2 separate regions of the Danio rerio genome follow, and region 2 is linked to region 1. A link is a contact called in public Hi-C data. All regions are on one chromosome and are shown on one strand. The core of a region is the stretch at or near the end of the contact, and the rest is flanking DNA. Distances in the headings are between cores, read along the strand shown. Region 1 holds the start of abt1 (activator of basal transcription 1). Region 2 holds the start of usp11 (ubiquitin specific peptidase 11).

Evidence for each region. A called contact is a pair of places that touch in the nucleus more often than the background predicts.
Region 2: a Hi-C map of hematopoietic stem cells shows a contact between it and region 1, with 4 times the contacts expected there. The contact joins the promoter of usp11 here to the promoter of abt1 in region 1. A contact is called at or near these places in 4 of 18 Hi-C or Micro-C datasets (caudal fin, fibroblasts, hematopoietic stem cells and 1 more) and 1 of 4 datasets of contacts at active chromatin or transcription factors (embryo).

Annotation. Positions count from the first base shown.
Region 1 is chr8:10,040,870-10,048,829 of GRCz12tu, forward strand. abt1 (activator of basal transcription 1) reads right to left here and starts at 3,713. Exons shown (of 4, transcript NM_001020547.1): 1 at 3,568-3,713; 2 at 3,027-3,412; 3 at 735-910. The coding sequence starts at 3,387.
Region 2 is chr8:10,194,868-10,202,827 of GRCz12tu, forward strand. It overlaps usp11 (ubiquitin specific peptidase 11), which reads left to right and starts at 4,257. Exons shown (of 21, transcript XM_002663073.8): 1 at 4,257-4,456; 2 at 7,570-7,679; 3 at 7,793-7,923. The coding sequence starts at 4,347.

The DNA.
Region 1 (7,960 bases), core at 2,463-4,962:
CCCTCACATATACTAATGTGCCACAAACAGGACAATAATATCACCAACCACTCCCATTTTTTTAGGTGTATCCATATAAATGGGCCACCCTGTATAACGTTATATTTATACTTTAAAATGTTTTCAAAGTCTTTTTCGCTCAGAATGAGTGCATTTAAATGTTTGGAAATGCAGTAAAAATAATTAAAAGTAAGAATAAATAAATAGTATTTGTCTGATGCAGGGGTGCCCAAACTCGGTCCTGGAGGGCCGGTGTCCTGGAGAATTTAGCTACAACTTGCTTTAACACACCTGCCCGGAAGTTTCTAGTATATCTAATAGGAGCTTGATTAGCTGATTCAGGTGTGTTAAATTAGGGTTGGAGCTAAACTCTCCAGGACACCAGCCCTCAAGGACTGCATCTAAAAAAAAAAATAATTAGCCTTAGTTAATAAAGTGTGAATGGGTATTAGCCTCGGTGTACATGCTTAGAAATTTAAACTACTGCACAGTTGACATAACTTTGTTTAGTTGCCAGCAGTTTTGTTCTGTGCTGTGATGAATGAAAGCGTGGTTATTAGTGAAACTTGTTAATCGTTGCATCCCCAGTTGTGTGTCAAGATGTTAGCAAGATCTTAACTTCCATTTCATGCTGAATTCAAATGTATCTTCTGATGATTTAAATGCATCTTTGTGAATTAAAGGTGTTAATTTCCTTTAAAAGACTTCTCAATGGTATGGCATCTGTTGCGTACTTTGATGGACCACAGGTCACTGCTGAAGCGGCTCCTCTTCCGGTTGGCCATGGGTGTGTTGTGAAGACTGGCCGCGACTCTCTTAGCGACCCGTTTGTCTCTGAATTCCACCCAGCCCTCTGTAAAACTGGATGATTTGCAGCCGGCCTTCTTTTTCTTTCTTTTTACACATCGATCTACAAGACCGTCACAAATAAATAGTAGAATGGAAAGTTAGTCAAACATAAAAAACATTTAGTTAAAAAAAATTGTTTACTCAAAACTGAAAATTCCGTCGTTGTCATTCACTCAATTTTCAAACCTTTCTTCTATTGGACATAAAAGACATTTTAAAGAAATCTGTAACCATTGACGTCCATAGTATTCATTTTTCCAATAGAAGTCAATGGTTACAATTTTCTTCAAAATATCTTCTTTTGTGTTTGAAGGAATAAAGAAACTCAAAGTTCTGTAACCACTGGATGAGGATTAAATAGCGAGTAAATTTTTAAATATTTTTAGTGAACTATCCATTTAACTTAAGCTCATGTATATGCTTATGTATTGCTATATATGCCGAAATAAATTGTAAATTTCATTTAATGAAATGCTTAAAGGGATAGTTCACCCAAAAATGGAAAAAAATAAATAAATAAATTTACCCAAAGGCAAGTGGTTCTACTGTTGAAGACAAAACAAGATATTCTGAAAAATGCTGGGGGAAAAAAATGACAGACATTTATAGTAGAAACAAAAAATGTTTTTCTTCAGCAAATTTTCCTTTGGGTTCAATATAAGAAAGAAACTTTATAAGATTAGAAAGAGTAAATGATGACATTTTTTGTTTTTTAGGAAACTATCCCTTCAAAACACTTATATTTTTGAAAAAATAACATGTAAATATTTCAGGTTTTATCGCTATATACATACTATACAATTTACAATTTGAAGTTATGCGTTTGAATAAAATGTCTTATTTTCATCTGTAAAGTACTGAAAACATTTCTGTCAATTTTATGTTTGCATAAAGGTGTAATGTTTTTAGAGCTCAATTGTTTTTTTTTAAACAAATGAATACTAATGTTTAAACTAAGATTCTAACGGTATGATAACCTTGGATAAAAAATATCATGGTTTCACGGTACTGTGATTACTGCTTTAAAATATATTATTTAGAAATGTCTGGGTAAAAAACAAAAAACTTTTCCCACCTTTGAGCACACTATATTTTATTTTGAGAAACGTTTAAAATATTTTGGAGCAGTAAACATGTCAGACTGAACAATTTAAATGATTCATTGACTTCTGCTGTCTTCGTAAGTTTCAAAAACACAGATTTCTTTAAAACTTAAAATGGCATCTTTGGATATCTTTTTTGCTGGAAATACTGTTGCCCTAAAAAACAAACAAAAAAAAAAAAAATCTTACACATACCTTAGGAACGGTATAGCAGAAAAGTTTGGTGGTTTTAAAACCTTGACTTTTCCATATCACAGTATACCTTGAAAATGGTTATATATAACATTGTTTTCTATCATATGTAATATGTTAAGGGTTAAAGTATTAAAATACTATTTAATATAAAATAATATAGAATATTATTATAATAACAATGTTGCATTGTGTAATAATTACATTATAAAATAAAATATTATTATTACAACGGATAAAATTTGTCCACCACCCCCAATCATGGAACAATGCAGCTGTCAGATTTATAGAAAAATATTTTATTTTTAGTTGTTAATTCATTATTATAATATGAATAATTTACAATGAATAGATTGCCGTTAGGATAAAAACTAAGAAACGAAGATTATGTGATATTTAAAAAAGTTGCTAAATAATAAAAATTAAGTAAAAGAGGAAAGGGTGCACATTAGGATTGAGGTACAGTTGGTTTTATATTTTGCACATTTGTTCAGTTACAACTTGTGACAAGCTCTCTATATTATTTACACTGTTATTATGAATATTTGATCTGAAATGTAATGTAAAAATGACTTGTAAACAACATTAGCACCATTTATTTCACTATGAACAATGTTGTGCTTTGATAGTGATTGGCTGCTAATATGACCTCACTATTTAGACCTTGCACAGAAAACTTTGCTGAAATTATATTATTAGAGAGAAAGTCCTATTTACTGTATGTGAATCTAAAACCAACTTTCCCTCAACCTTTTTAGGACTGTTGGGCCCCATGAATGGAATTGGTTAATGCCCCCAAATCACTAAATCTGCCCAGTCCAGCAGTCAAATTCACAAACCTTTATAGATGTCCTTTTCAATTATGTGTTTTTGAAGTTTTACCTTCAGGCTGTAAGAAGATCCTCCCGATCTCTCCATACGCACTCAGGAGATTCCGCATGTGTTTCGGTCTCATCCTTGGAGGAATGTGTCCCAAATACACGATACCTGGAACACATTTCTTGCCCTTTGGCTTGTCAGACTCGTCTTCTTCATCATCATCATCATCATCTTCAATCTCCATGTGAAAAGCTTCACCATCATTAATGTCTTCCTCAGAGTTCATCTCCTGCTCATCTTCTTCAGCACTGTCTGCTTTCTCCTCTTCATCTTTCTCTGGTTTACAGTCATTTAACTCGTCTTCACTGAACACAGGTTGTGTTTCTAGGTCTGTTTTCACTTCATTCGTCTCCAGGAGAGACATTATTGGATGTAGCAACGTTTAGAGACTGAAATTAGGAATGAAGGATGTTAAAAACCCATTAAAATCTCACATTACCGAGGGTCTCATCTATAAAATAACGTAAATAAGTGGTAATATCTGTGCGCGTACTCTTGAATTCAATACCTTTTTAAAAACACTTGTATTAAAAGTGATTCTTACATTGAAAATGTTATCGGGGTGTTTCCTTTCACAAAGCTTTCTTCGTCCATAAAGCAATCAATCCTTTCCAAGACGCTTTTATAGGAGAATTGTTGCGATAAATCGACTCTTTCAACACATGTGGCTGTGGTACTGGAAGCGGCTGTGACGTCGAAATCAAGCGTCAAAACTTTCTTAAAGAGACAGAACTGAGAAGGTTCTCGTCAAATCCGTTGTATTAAATTTCGTTAATATCGAATGATATATTCGTTTTACTAATCTGCCAAGTTGACTATATATTTAAACACGCTTAAATAGAATATGTATAAATTTATTACTGGAATGGACGATTATTTAAAACATTTTAACTGTAACCTTTGTTTTGAACAGCAGAGGACGACAAAACACAAGGAACAACTTAAGCATCATGATCTGGATTAAATAAAAAGGTACCACATTCATTCATTCATTCATTCATTCATTCATTCATTCATTCATTCATTCATTCATTCATTCATTCAATTATTCATTCATTCATTCATTCATTCAATTTCTTTTCGACTTAGTCCCTTTATTCATCAGGGGTCGCCACAGTGGAATGAAACACCAACTTATCCAGCATATGTTTTACACAGCGGATGCCCTTCCAGCTGCAACCCAACACTGGCTGGCAAGGTACCACATTAAATACTTTATAATTCTGTTTTAGTATAGCTAGAAGCTTCAACTTCCAACCCTTTGATAATGCTACCAACTAGCCAGCAGCTTTTGACTTAAAGATGATTAATTAAAGTTTAAGTTCAAAAATACAATAATTTCTAAAGGAGAATTATCTACAAAGAGGATAATTTCCCACAGAAGTAAACGAACAAAAAAACAAACATTCATTCATTTTCTTTTCGGCTTAGTCCCTTTATTCATCAGATGTCGCCTCAGCGGAATGAACCCCCAACTTATCCAGCATATGTTTTAAGCAGCAGATGCCCTTCTAGTTGCAACCCATCATTGGGAAACATCCATACATACGCATTTACACACTACGGACAATTTAGCTTACACCAATTCACCTATACCACATGTCTTTGGACTGTGGGGGAAACCAGAGCACCCAGAGGAAACCCACACCAACGCAGGGAGAGCATGCAAACTCCACACAGAAATGCCAACTGACCCAGCCGAGACTCAAACTAGCGACCTTCTTGCTGTGAGGCGAGTATGCTACCCATTGTGCCACCGTGACACCCAACATACAAACAAACATTCATTCATTTTCTTGTCGGCTTAGTCCCTTTATTAATCCAGGCTCGCCACAGCAGAATGAACCGCCAACTTATCCAGCAAGTTTTTACGGAGCAGATGCCCTTCCAGCCGCAACCCATCTCTGGGAAACATTCACACACACACAGTCATACACTTCGGACAATTACAATTACTACAATTTAGCCTACCCAATTCACCTGTACCGCATGTCTTTGGACTGTGGGGGAAACCGGAGCACCTGGAGGAAACCCACGTGAACGCAGGGAGAACAACGTGCTACCCACTATGCCACTGCGTCGCCCCTTACACCAATTACAAACAAACAAACAAACAAACAAACAAAGAAAGACTATTGAAGCGTTATGTTCATGGCATAAACAGACCATCTGTGAAGAGATTCACAGCATTACAAACCTGGAAAGGGAAGGAAAATGAATAGCAATCATTGTAAATGCTTTTTTATTATTAATTTTACCGTTATTATTACTTACATTCTATCACCCTTGCATTATATTGTTTGTTCTGTTGTCATGTGTCTGTTAATTAATGCATAGTAATCATTAAAAAAAATCATTGTGAATGACAATCAAATAAAAAATGGCACACATATATTATATAAACCGCACAAACATACTATATTAATATAATAAAATCGTATATCGGAATAATATATTTCAAAAGTATTGTAATTTATTTATACATTTCTCATATTCGCTCCGCTTCATTAATATGGGTGGGGTTAAATATAGCTTTTACCGCACTTCGGCTACTTCGATTCTACGATTGGTGGGATTTTCAGGACAGTATTAATGTAGATTTTCTGCACAGATTCTGCTATTAAATATATATTTTTTTAAAAGTTGAAACAATGCTAACAAAATCTCTGAGCTCACAATAGTCTGATATTATGCATATGTTTTACACAGCAGATACCTTTTCAGCTGCAACCCAGTACTGGGAAACATCTTCACACATACACTCATACACTACAGTCAATTTAGTTAATCCAATTCACCTATAGCGCATGTCTTTGGACAGTGGGGTAAACTGGAGCACACGGAGGAAACCCATGCCAACACGGATAGAACATGCAAACTCTACACAGAAATGCCAACTGGCCCAGCCTGGACTCGAACCAGCAACCTTCTTGCTGTGAGGCGACAATGCTAACCACTGAGCCAACATGTTGAGAGTTTTCGTAATTCTTAATTTTTTAGTTGTTAAGACCAGGCAAGGCACATTTATTTATATAACACATTTCATACACAGTGGCAATTCAAAGTGCTTTCCAAAAACAAGAATAAAAAAGACAAGTATAAGAAAATAAAAAACAAATAATAAAAATGATTAAAAATAGATAAAAACAGATTAGCTACATTATTGATCATGATGTATGCTACATTACCTCATCCTGCAATTTATGCTGAAAGGGTGTTGAATGTTTTTGCATTAACAATTAATAATGCGAGTTGTTACTACAGCTGAAAACACACAGGCTTATTTGTTTCCTACTTTAAACTTTTTGTTCACTGTAAGAAAAAGTTCTTGCTGGCTAAAATTCCTTAGTTGAATCAAATGAACTTTTCTAGTCATCTCAACTACCATCAATCAAGTTGACTAGAAATTTTAAGTTAAACTTTGTATAATTTTAAAAAATTGTTGAAAACTGATAAATGCATTCACGTTCAGCCTTGAGGCGGATGGGCTACAGCAGCAGAAGATCACACAAGGTGCCACTCCTGTCAGCGAAGAACAGGAAACCGAGGCTTCAATTCACACAGGCTCAGCAAAATTGTACAATAGAAGATTGGGAAAACGTTGCCTGGTCTGATGACTCAGTTTCTACTGCGAGCCTGCAACATTCGGATAGTAGGGGCAGAATTTGGCTTCAACAACCTGAAAGCATGGATCCATCCTGCCTTGTATCAACGGTTCAGGCTGGTCTGGGGGATATTTTCTTGCCACACTTTGGGCCCATTAGTACCAATTGAGCATTGCGTTAAAGTCACAGCCTACCTGAGTATTTGAGTATAGTTGCTGACCATGTGCATCCTTTTATGACCACAGTGTACCCATCTTTTGATGGCTACTTCCAGCAGGATAACACACCATTTCATAATTATCTCAGACTGGTCTCTTAAACATGACAATGAGCTCACTGTACTCAAATGGCCTCCACAGTCACCAGATGTCAATCCAATAGAGCACCTTTAGGATGTGGTGGAATGGGAGATTCGCATCATGGATGTGCAGCCGACAAACCTGCAGCAACTACGTGATGCATATCATGCCAATATAGATCAAAATCTCTGAGGAATATTTCCAGTACCTTGTTGAATCTATGCCACGAAGGATTAAGGCAGTTCTGAAGGGAAAGGAGGGTCCAACCTGCTATTAGTAAGGTGTACCTAATAAAGTGACCATTGCCAAATATTTGTTGTCCTGACTTTTGTCATTCATTTTTTTATATAGTGTAGAAAAAATGTGTTTATGAAAAAAAAAAAAAAAGTATAAAGATGCCACGGTTGCCCCAGGTCTCATCTACTAATTTATCTTTCAGCCACAGAAAACTTCAAACCAATCATCAAATATTTATAAGTGCATGCATGGCTGATATAAATAAAGATGTCAAATAATGGCTTGATTATAAAAACAGCATTCAGAGGACATGAAAACAGTCCCGTCCTCCATTAATATCCCCAGGAGTGTGTGTTAGTGTGTGTCGGTCCTGCAGGAACGCTCTGCTGTTTGCGTGGCCATGTGCCCGTCGCATGTGGTCTCCTGCATTATTGAAGAGGAGGACTTGGGTTTACAGAGAGCTCTGCAGCAGCATCTGTCTATTCACATTTAACCCCGAACACCAGGGCCACAGAAGCTCAAGGGGCTCAGGAGATCACAGGCTCAAGGGACTCACAAATAGCATCCTGGCTGAGCAGAGGAAGAGCACATTTCTTCTTCAAAACACACACACTTCCTGTCTGAACTTTGATTCTGTGCCCACAAAGAGAGGAGAGTTTATTTTTTCTTGAGTATGTGGAAGACACAGGGTCAAGGGTAGACAGACAAATACACAGTAAATAGGTCATTTTTTAAAAAGAATTCTGAATAATGTTAGTAAATATTCTAATTATGAATAATAAAAACTAGAATAATG
Region 2 (7,960 bases), core at 3,007-5,506, 150 kb after region 1:
CAAACATCTTGTGCAGAGCTGCAGTCTAGGCACCAGAGGCTGGAGAGCGTTGGACATCCATTGTGGAGAAGCTGTAGGTGGAAAAAGTCACCGGCTGGTGTACAGGCTGGCCCTTCAGGATCAATGTGAAGACTCGTCTGTTACTGGGGTCTTACAGGGATTCGACTCATGCTCTCCACTCCTCCATGACCACCACAGCAGCTGCTCTAGATAGGCCTGGTCCAGGATTATGGAAACCTCGTGAATAATAAAAAAAGACCAACATAAGCACAGATGCCTTTAAATTATAATGTCTTTTGGGAAGTGTTCTCGGCTCCGGTTGCCCTAAATAATGCAAACTAATAATCCTTTAGAGGAATCCTTTTGATTTCAAAGGCATTTCTGTTTTATGTGTATGCTAATGCAAAGAGATGTGTCTTAAATCTAGTTTAATCTAGCTTCCCGAACTGTACTAGGAAGGCTGTTCCAGAGTTTAGGTGCTAGATACAAAAAAGATCTAAAAAAGATTGAGTTTTGGTATTACAGAAATGACAAATAATACATAAAATAGATGTTTTGAACTAAAAAAGGTGAAAATTAGACTTGAATATTTTATAATTAAAGCTGAATGTATGATTCAGGAGACTGAGACATTGAAAATAAGCATAGTGGAGAGTTTTTAAATCAATATTTTCATGACAAAGTGTACCCAAATACACGTACTGTAGGCCTACAAACCAGTTTTAGAGTAAATATCTTTTCGTTATTTGGGTGTAGTGTTATATTGTTTAAATCTCTCAGTGCATACACTCACTGGCCACTTTATTAGGTACACCTTACTAGTACCGGGTTGGACCCCCTTTTGCCTTCAGAACCGCCTTAATCCTTCCCGGCACAGATTCAACAAGTTACTGGAAATACTCCTAAGAGATTTTGTCCATATTGACATGATAGCATGATGCAGTTGCTGCAGTTTTGTCAGCTGCACATCCATAACACGAATCTCCCATTCCAACACATTCCAAAAGTGCTCTATTGGATTGAGTTCTGGTGACTGTGGAGGCCATTTGAGTACAGTGAACTCATTGTTATGTTCAAGAAACCAGTCTGAGATGATTCACGCTTTATGACATGGTGCATTATCTTCTTTTCTTCAATCTTTAATCTTCTATTGTGGTTTGAAGAGCCTGTGCGAATTGTAGCTTCAGTTTCCTGTTGACAGGAGTGGCACCCGGTGTGATCTTCTGCTGTGGTAGGTTGGAGGTGTTGAACATTCACAGATGCTCTTCTGCATATCTCGGTTGTAACAAGTGGTAATTTGAGTTACTGTTGCCTTTCTATTAGCTCGAACCAGTCTGGCCATTCTCCTCTGACCTCTGGCATCAACAAGGTATTTGCACCGATCAGAACTGCCGCTTACTGGATATTTTCTCTTTTTCAGACCATTCTCTGTAAACCCTAGAGACGGGTGTGCGTGAAAATCCTCGTCTGGCACTAACAACCATGCCACGTTTAAAGTCACTTAAATCACCTTTCTTCTCCATTCTGATGCTCAGTTTGAACTGCAGCAGATTTGACCATGTCTACATGCCTAAATGCACTGAGTTGCTGCCATGTGATTGGCTGATTAGAAATTTGCGTTAAGAAGCAGTTGGACGGGTGTACCTAATAAAGTGGCCGGTGAGTGTCGTTCACATAGTTCTCAATAGAAACACTAAATAAACGTGTTCACTGTAATACACGGGAACACGAGAGTCCACGTTTTCATCCATTTTGCATGCACTACTATTGCATTGTCACATGCAGCTCACAAACCACTCTACTTGGGTATAAATATTAATATGTATTAAAGAGAACCATTCTGCTCTATTTACATAAGTGCATCATGTGCAACAGAACTTAGGTGAATAACTAGATTGTGGGTCTGTAAAGATGGCGGACGGCGTTTTCTTTAACAACATATGATTTTCTGTTTCTCTATTGACGAGGAATGAACAGTTTCCTCACAGTCTGGAGACTAAAACAGGATGGCACGAGGTGAAGAAACAATGACATCTGACGAAAGGATCCAAAGACATTCATCACCAAATTATCAGCTGCCCTCCTCACGTCAGTCAGTCAGTCAGAAATATGAATTATTACAATGGCACATGTTGTAAATATTCAGGGGCAATGAGACGTTATTTTTGTACGAAGGATTAGAATGAAATAACACAAATTCGGTATTGTCTTTGTATTACATAAGATATAAAGCGTGTTTTACTGTTTACTTGATTTGGGAATCAGTTTACTCAGATGCTCCCTCTTTTAAAGATTGGATTGAGCTGATGACTTTTACTGCATCATATGAACGTATGGCAAGACTCCATCCATACTTTTAATCAGAAATGGGGTAGCTTTTTGCAGTATTTGGAGAGCAAAAAAATGAAGGGTTGTCATTTTGACTCTCTGTTATTGTATTATTTTATATTTGTTATAATTTTTGTTTTGCTATTATTTTTATTACATTATTTTCCTATATGTTGATTTTGTATTGTGAATTTCATGTTGTGTTGGGTATAAAAGCTCCAAATAAATAAAGTTCAATGACAAAACAAAAAAACAAACAAAAAAAGATTTCGGAAACAGTTTTAGACCCGTCGTCATTATGAAAGAAAAATAATAATTAAAAATACCAGGTTTTAGAACAGCAGCTTTCGGACACTTAGTTTATTAGGTTAATTATGAGTTCAAGGATCATTTTAAACAGTAGTGTTGCCCACTCATAAAACAACAATGATTTAAGATTAATCAGAGTAGTTAAAAGGATATTTTAGCTTGTAATTTGAGTCGCTGGTCGGTGTCTGTGTAGTTTTGTCAAACACTGCCACCTTGTGCCAAATGTTAATTCTTCATTTAAACTTGAGCAATCTTGGGTCTTAGATAAAAGGATGATGGCGTGAGTTTTTTTTAATGTCTTCCACCTGTACTGCAGAAATGCAAAAATATACAAAAATAAAATAAATGCTAAATAGCATTTATGAAAATAATTCTAAAGGTTTCATTGTTTCAATATTAGATTTATATCATGTACTACTTCTACTACTACTAATAATAATATAATGTATTATAATCAGTGATGTAAAGTAGTAAAATTACAAATACTCAAGTTACTGTAATTGAGTAGTTTTTCTGAGGAATTGTAATTTACTGAGTAGTTTTTAAAATGTGCACTTTAACTTATCACTTGAGTACATTTTTAGTGCTGTATCTGTACTTTTACTCCAGCTACTTTCCTTCAATTTGCAGTCACTACTACTATTTTCTCTTGTCAATGGGGATTGGCTAAAGTAGAAAAATCAGTCCTTCGATTCCTGTCCAAATCACACATAGAAAGTATCTCATAATACCCAACAACCTCAAGACATGGGTGCTTTATAAATGCAGCAAACCGTTTGGAAGCATTAAAAATTTCCAAGAAGACATCCAAAATCTTTACACGCATTGACCCAGAGACTGTTAAATCAGGAGTGTCCAAACTCGGTCCTGAAGGGCTGGTGTCCGGCAGATTTTAGCTCCAACTTGCCTCAACACACCTGCAAAGATGTTTCTAGAAAGCCTAATAAGAGCTTGATTAGCTAGTTCAGGTGTGTCTGGTTAGGGTTGGAACTAAACTTTGCAGGACACCGGCCCTCCAGGACCAAGTTTGATGCATGTCACTGATGAGATTTCAACAATATATTTCAGCTAAAATAGCGCTTAAAATGTCACTATAATGCAGTATTTAAATCTAATAATTAAATAGTAGCCAAAGCGAGGCATTTAACCGCAAATAAGGTCCACTTTTTGAGAAAGAAAATAACCACCCCTTTCACCAGGCTGGCTACGGGCCTGCGGTTAAAGGGTTAACAAGCTTTTATTCATTTAGGCTACTTTTGTTTTACCAGTTTGGGGAATGTAAACAAAAACAATGGTCTAGTTAAACGTATTTCCTGTTATACATTTTTAATTTCTATAGCTTCCGAGAATCGAAAAAGAGCCACATATTGATAAATAATGTTATTATAGCTGTTTTAACAGTAATTGAATCTCCTCGTTAGGTTTATCAAATAGTTTGATAACAAGCAGGAAATGTTCATGGGTCAAATACATCACCCCATTTCATTTATACTATAATTCTTAATAATGGATTATTTTATTATTATTTATTGCGACAAAAGTCACACGCCCTCTTCTCCAGCGTTCACCCCGCCCATGGAGTTTCGCCCATCATCTCTCGCTCTCTCAGACCGGAAGTTGTCATTCTAACCGCTTCCTACTTCCTTCGTCAAAACATTCCGGTGTGTCTATGCGGCTCTAACGGCGCTTTTCGGATTTTAGGAGTGATTATGGCTGCGAACTGCAGCGCCGGTTCGGCCACAGAGCCTCCGGGACTCGAGACCCAATGGCGGGAGATCGACAACCTGAACCAACAGCAGCTCCGGGCCGGGGACAGCTGGTGAGAGAAAGTTCAGCCTAAAAACAAACAAACAAACAAACAATCAATAAACAACAACACCCACATCACAGATACATCGCTAACTCAGTTCTATACAACTGATAACATGCTTGAGTCTGTGCGGTTTGAGGCTCTTCAGCTTCAGTAGCAGGCTTGCCACTGTGATTGAGAGATTATAATGATTTACAGATCAAATAAGACAGGGAAACTAACACACAAGTGAGTTTTCAGGCCTAATTGATCTGTTTACCTGGTGGACAGCTTCTTAAGCGTCGTTACGTTCTGACAGGTTGGTTTTGTTTTGAAAGTCTGACGTTCACAACTGCCTGACTTAAACTCGGTCTTGTTATTTTACTTCAGTTTTCAAATGAGCATTTACTTCAACAAATGCTTGAGTTATTCGATTTTATAGTGCCTGAAATATTCATACACTTCCTTTAAGTTTCGCTTTCACCTCTGGAAGCAGTGACAGGCTGCTGTGGGAAAGTTACTTTCGGTTTGTGTTGGTTTCTTGGACAAGAAAGGATTGCAGTAAAGCTGGTTTTATATTCGCACATATTCAGACTTTCTTCTTAATAATATAATCTCAAATGAGTTTTCTTTGGAAACTTCAAATAGTGAAGTCATATTAGCAATAGGTATGGGAAGATAACCGTTTTCAAGGTATACCGCGATTTGAAAAAGTCAAGGCTTTAAAATCGCCAACATTTTCTTCATTACCATTCCTAAGATAACGTAGACTAACTATGTTCCGTACACTTACCGCTTTTCTGCGCACTCAAACGACCACTCCTCCGTCATTGAAAGCCAGATGAGCATGTTTGTGTGTTCATTCTCTGAGCAAATACCTCCTGCTCAATCAAAATTTTGATTTATGTATTTTGGACCAGTAATTTTTGAGAAAAGATGTAAAAAGTGCAGACTCCGCATGTGTACGGAAGATGGTAGGCATTAACGGTGTTCTGTACATGATTAAAACAGTGTTCTATACAGGGCGCATAACTTTAATTCACAGAAAAAAATTGTCGTTGTTTGAAGTTTTATTAAACACTTATGCCAGAATATACTATTATCATGTGTAACTTGATGGTAATGATATATTTAATATATTTTTATGAAAGTTTGCGATGAAAGAACTTAACAATCATTTAAGTTTTAGATCATGCTTATTTTATCACAGCATGACAATTTAAAATATTAAAACATTAAATTCATACAAGTTAATGCTAACTTAACAGACCTTTTATGAATGTAAACATCATCACTGATCACGGGCAAGAAGCGTTTGCAGCCTGTCTCTGATGAGGCTCTCTCTGGTGGAGAGTGGTTATCATCACTCACAACTGACATTTAAATATCCTCATTTCAAAACGTTTTTTCAAGAAAAGTTCATTTTTTGAACAATATGTGATAACATGCTATTTATTTAAAAAAAAAAAAAAACACTGTAACACTGTGTGATGCATAAATTAAATGCAAATGCATATTTTCCTTGCACTAAATGTCTCCCATCCCAAGCGACACTCACACCTTAGGCTTGCCCACTGTTCATTTTCAAGCTCATTGAATGGGCATAGCAAACTTCGGAAACATTTGGTAGAAGCGTCTCTGTTGTGATCGGGGATGAAAGTGTAAAAGACAAAGATTATACAGATATATAGCTTGTCTACACCCGTAAGTATTTATTCAGACATTGATGTTAAAAGGTCATCTGTACGGAACATCGTTGTGCATGGAATATGGTTAGTCTACGTTAAATATACAATTTTTTATTTACGTTTTTTTTTTTAGGACAACATATCTCCAACTTAAAGAACATGCAAAAATGGCATTTTAAATTGTAAATAAATCTGTGTTTTAGAAACTAATGAAAGCAGTATAAATTAATTGTTTCATTTGAATTATTTAGCCTGACATGTTTACTGTTAAATATTTTGCAGACCTTTAAAAAGAATATTTATAATAGAGCAGTGATCAAAATACCGTAAAACCGTGATTTTTTTTATCAAAGGTTATCATAGAGTCAGAATCTTATACCAGCTCATGCCTAATTAGCAGCCAATGTCTGTCAAAGCACAACATTGTCACAGTCAATGTAATAGTGCTAATGTTGATTAAAAAGGCACCTATGATGAAAATCATCTTTTGTAAGCTGTTTGGACGGAACTGTGTGTATGTATAGTATGTCCACAGTCAAATTGAGGTGATCGAAACACAAGAAGTCTCTTTTTTTTTTAAATTTCCATTCTGAAAACCAGATAAATGCTTTCAAAACTTTAACAAAGACCTATTTGTGGATGTCTGTTGGGTATGTAAACCAACAAACTTTAACCCCTGAGACAGCTGAATGGTAAGGTTGCACAATTAATCAAACGTAAATATACATCACCTTGTTATATTTCATTCATACAGGGCATGTGTCTTGTTAAAGGTTAACGCACATTCAAATGTTTCAAACTCAATTCGGGAACAATGTTGCATGCTAAAATGGTGCTTTTTATTACCCTGAATGATATAGAATTGCTGTTTTGCACCTAGGGTCTGAGAGTAGCGCAATTTTGATTCTCTGTATGTCCTGTACATGTAGTTGAATTGACAATAAAGCTGACTTTGACTTAATCCAAGCCTGTCACCGGCGCTCCCCCAAAATGTCAATATTGCAACAGAAACCAAAGTGGTAAACATATTTTTGGAATAGCTTATTTTAAATGTTACCAGACAGCGATGTTTATCTGGAGAGACTTTGATAGAAACATTTTTAAATGTAAATCCTTCAAAAAGGCTATTTTTCTATCAAAAGTAAACCTTTATAGATTTTATGTATTATTTATTTCTGTTGATGTATTTTTATTATTATCATTTTTGTCTTTATATAAATGTGATATTTAGAAAAGGTTGTAAATTTGATCTGGTTTTGCCATGAAACTGGAATCATTGTAATAAATAAATAAAAAAAACTTTCTTTTTTTTTTATTTTTTTTTTTACTTTTTTTCTGCCAATGGCGCCCTGTATTATTTGCATTAAACACATCCTTTGTCTTAAAGCTAATGAAATGATGTCTGCTATAGGCACACAGTGCTGATTGTGACCACTTTGATTATCTCTATTGCAGGTATTTGTTGGACAAGAGATGGTATGATCAGTGGAAAGAGTATGTGGACACTGGGGACCAAAATTCAACCTCCTATCCTGGAAAGATTGATAACACGGAGCTGTACGAAGGCATGTTTGTCATGTATATCATTCGATTTCATAGAAATCCCTCATAAAACCTTGAAAGTCTCTTTCTGTTAATAACTGTGAATGTTCTTAAAAGAGTTCTGTGTGTTTTGTAGATCTGGATTCCTATCGCCTGAAAGAACGACTGACAGAGAATGATGACTTTATCCTGGTCCCAGCAGAAGCCTGGCGTAAACTCTTGTCGTGGTATGACATGATGGACAATCAGCCTCCTTTGGAGAGAAAGGTAGTTTATAGAGACTGTTATTTTGTATCAATGTCAA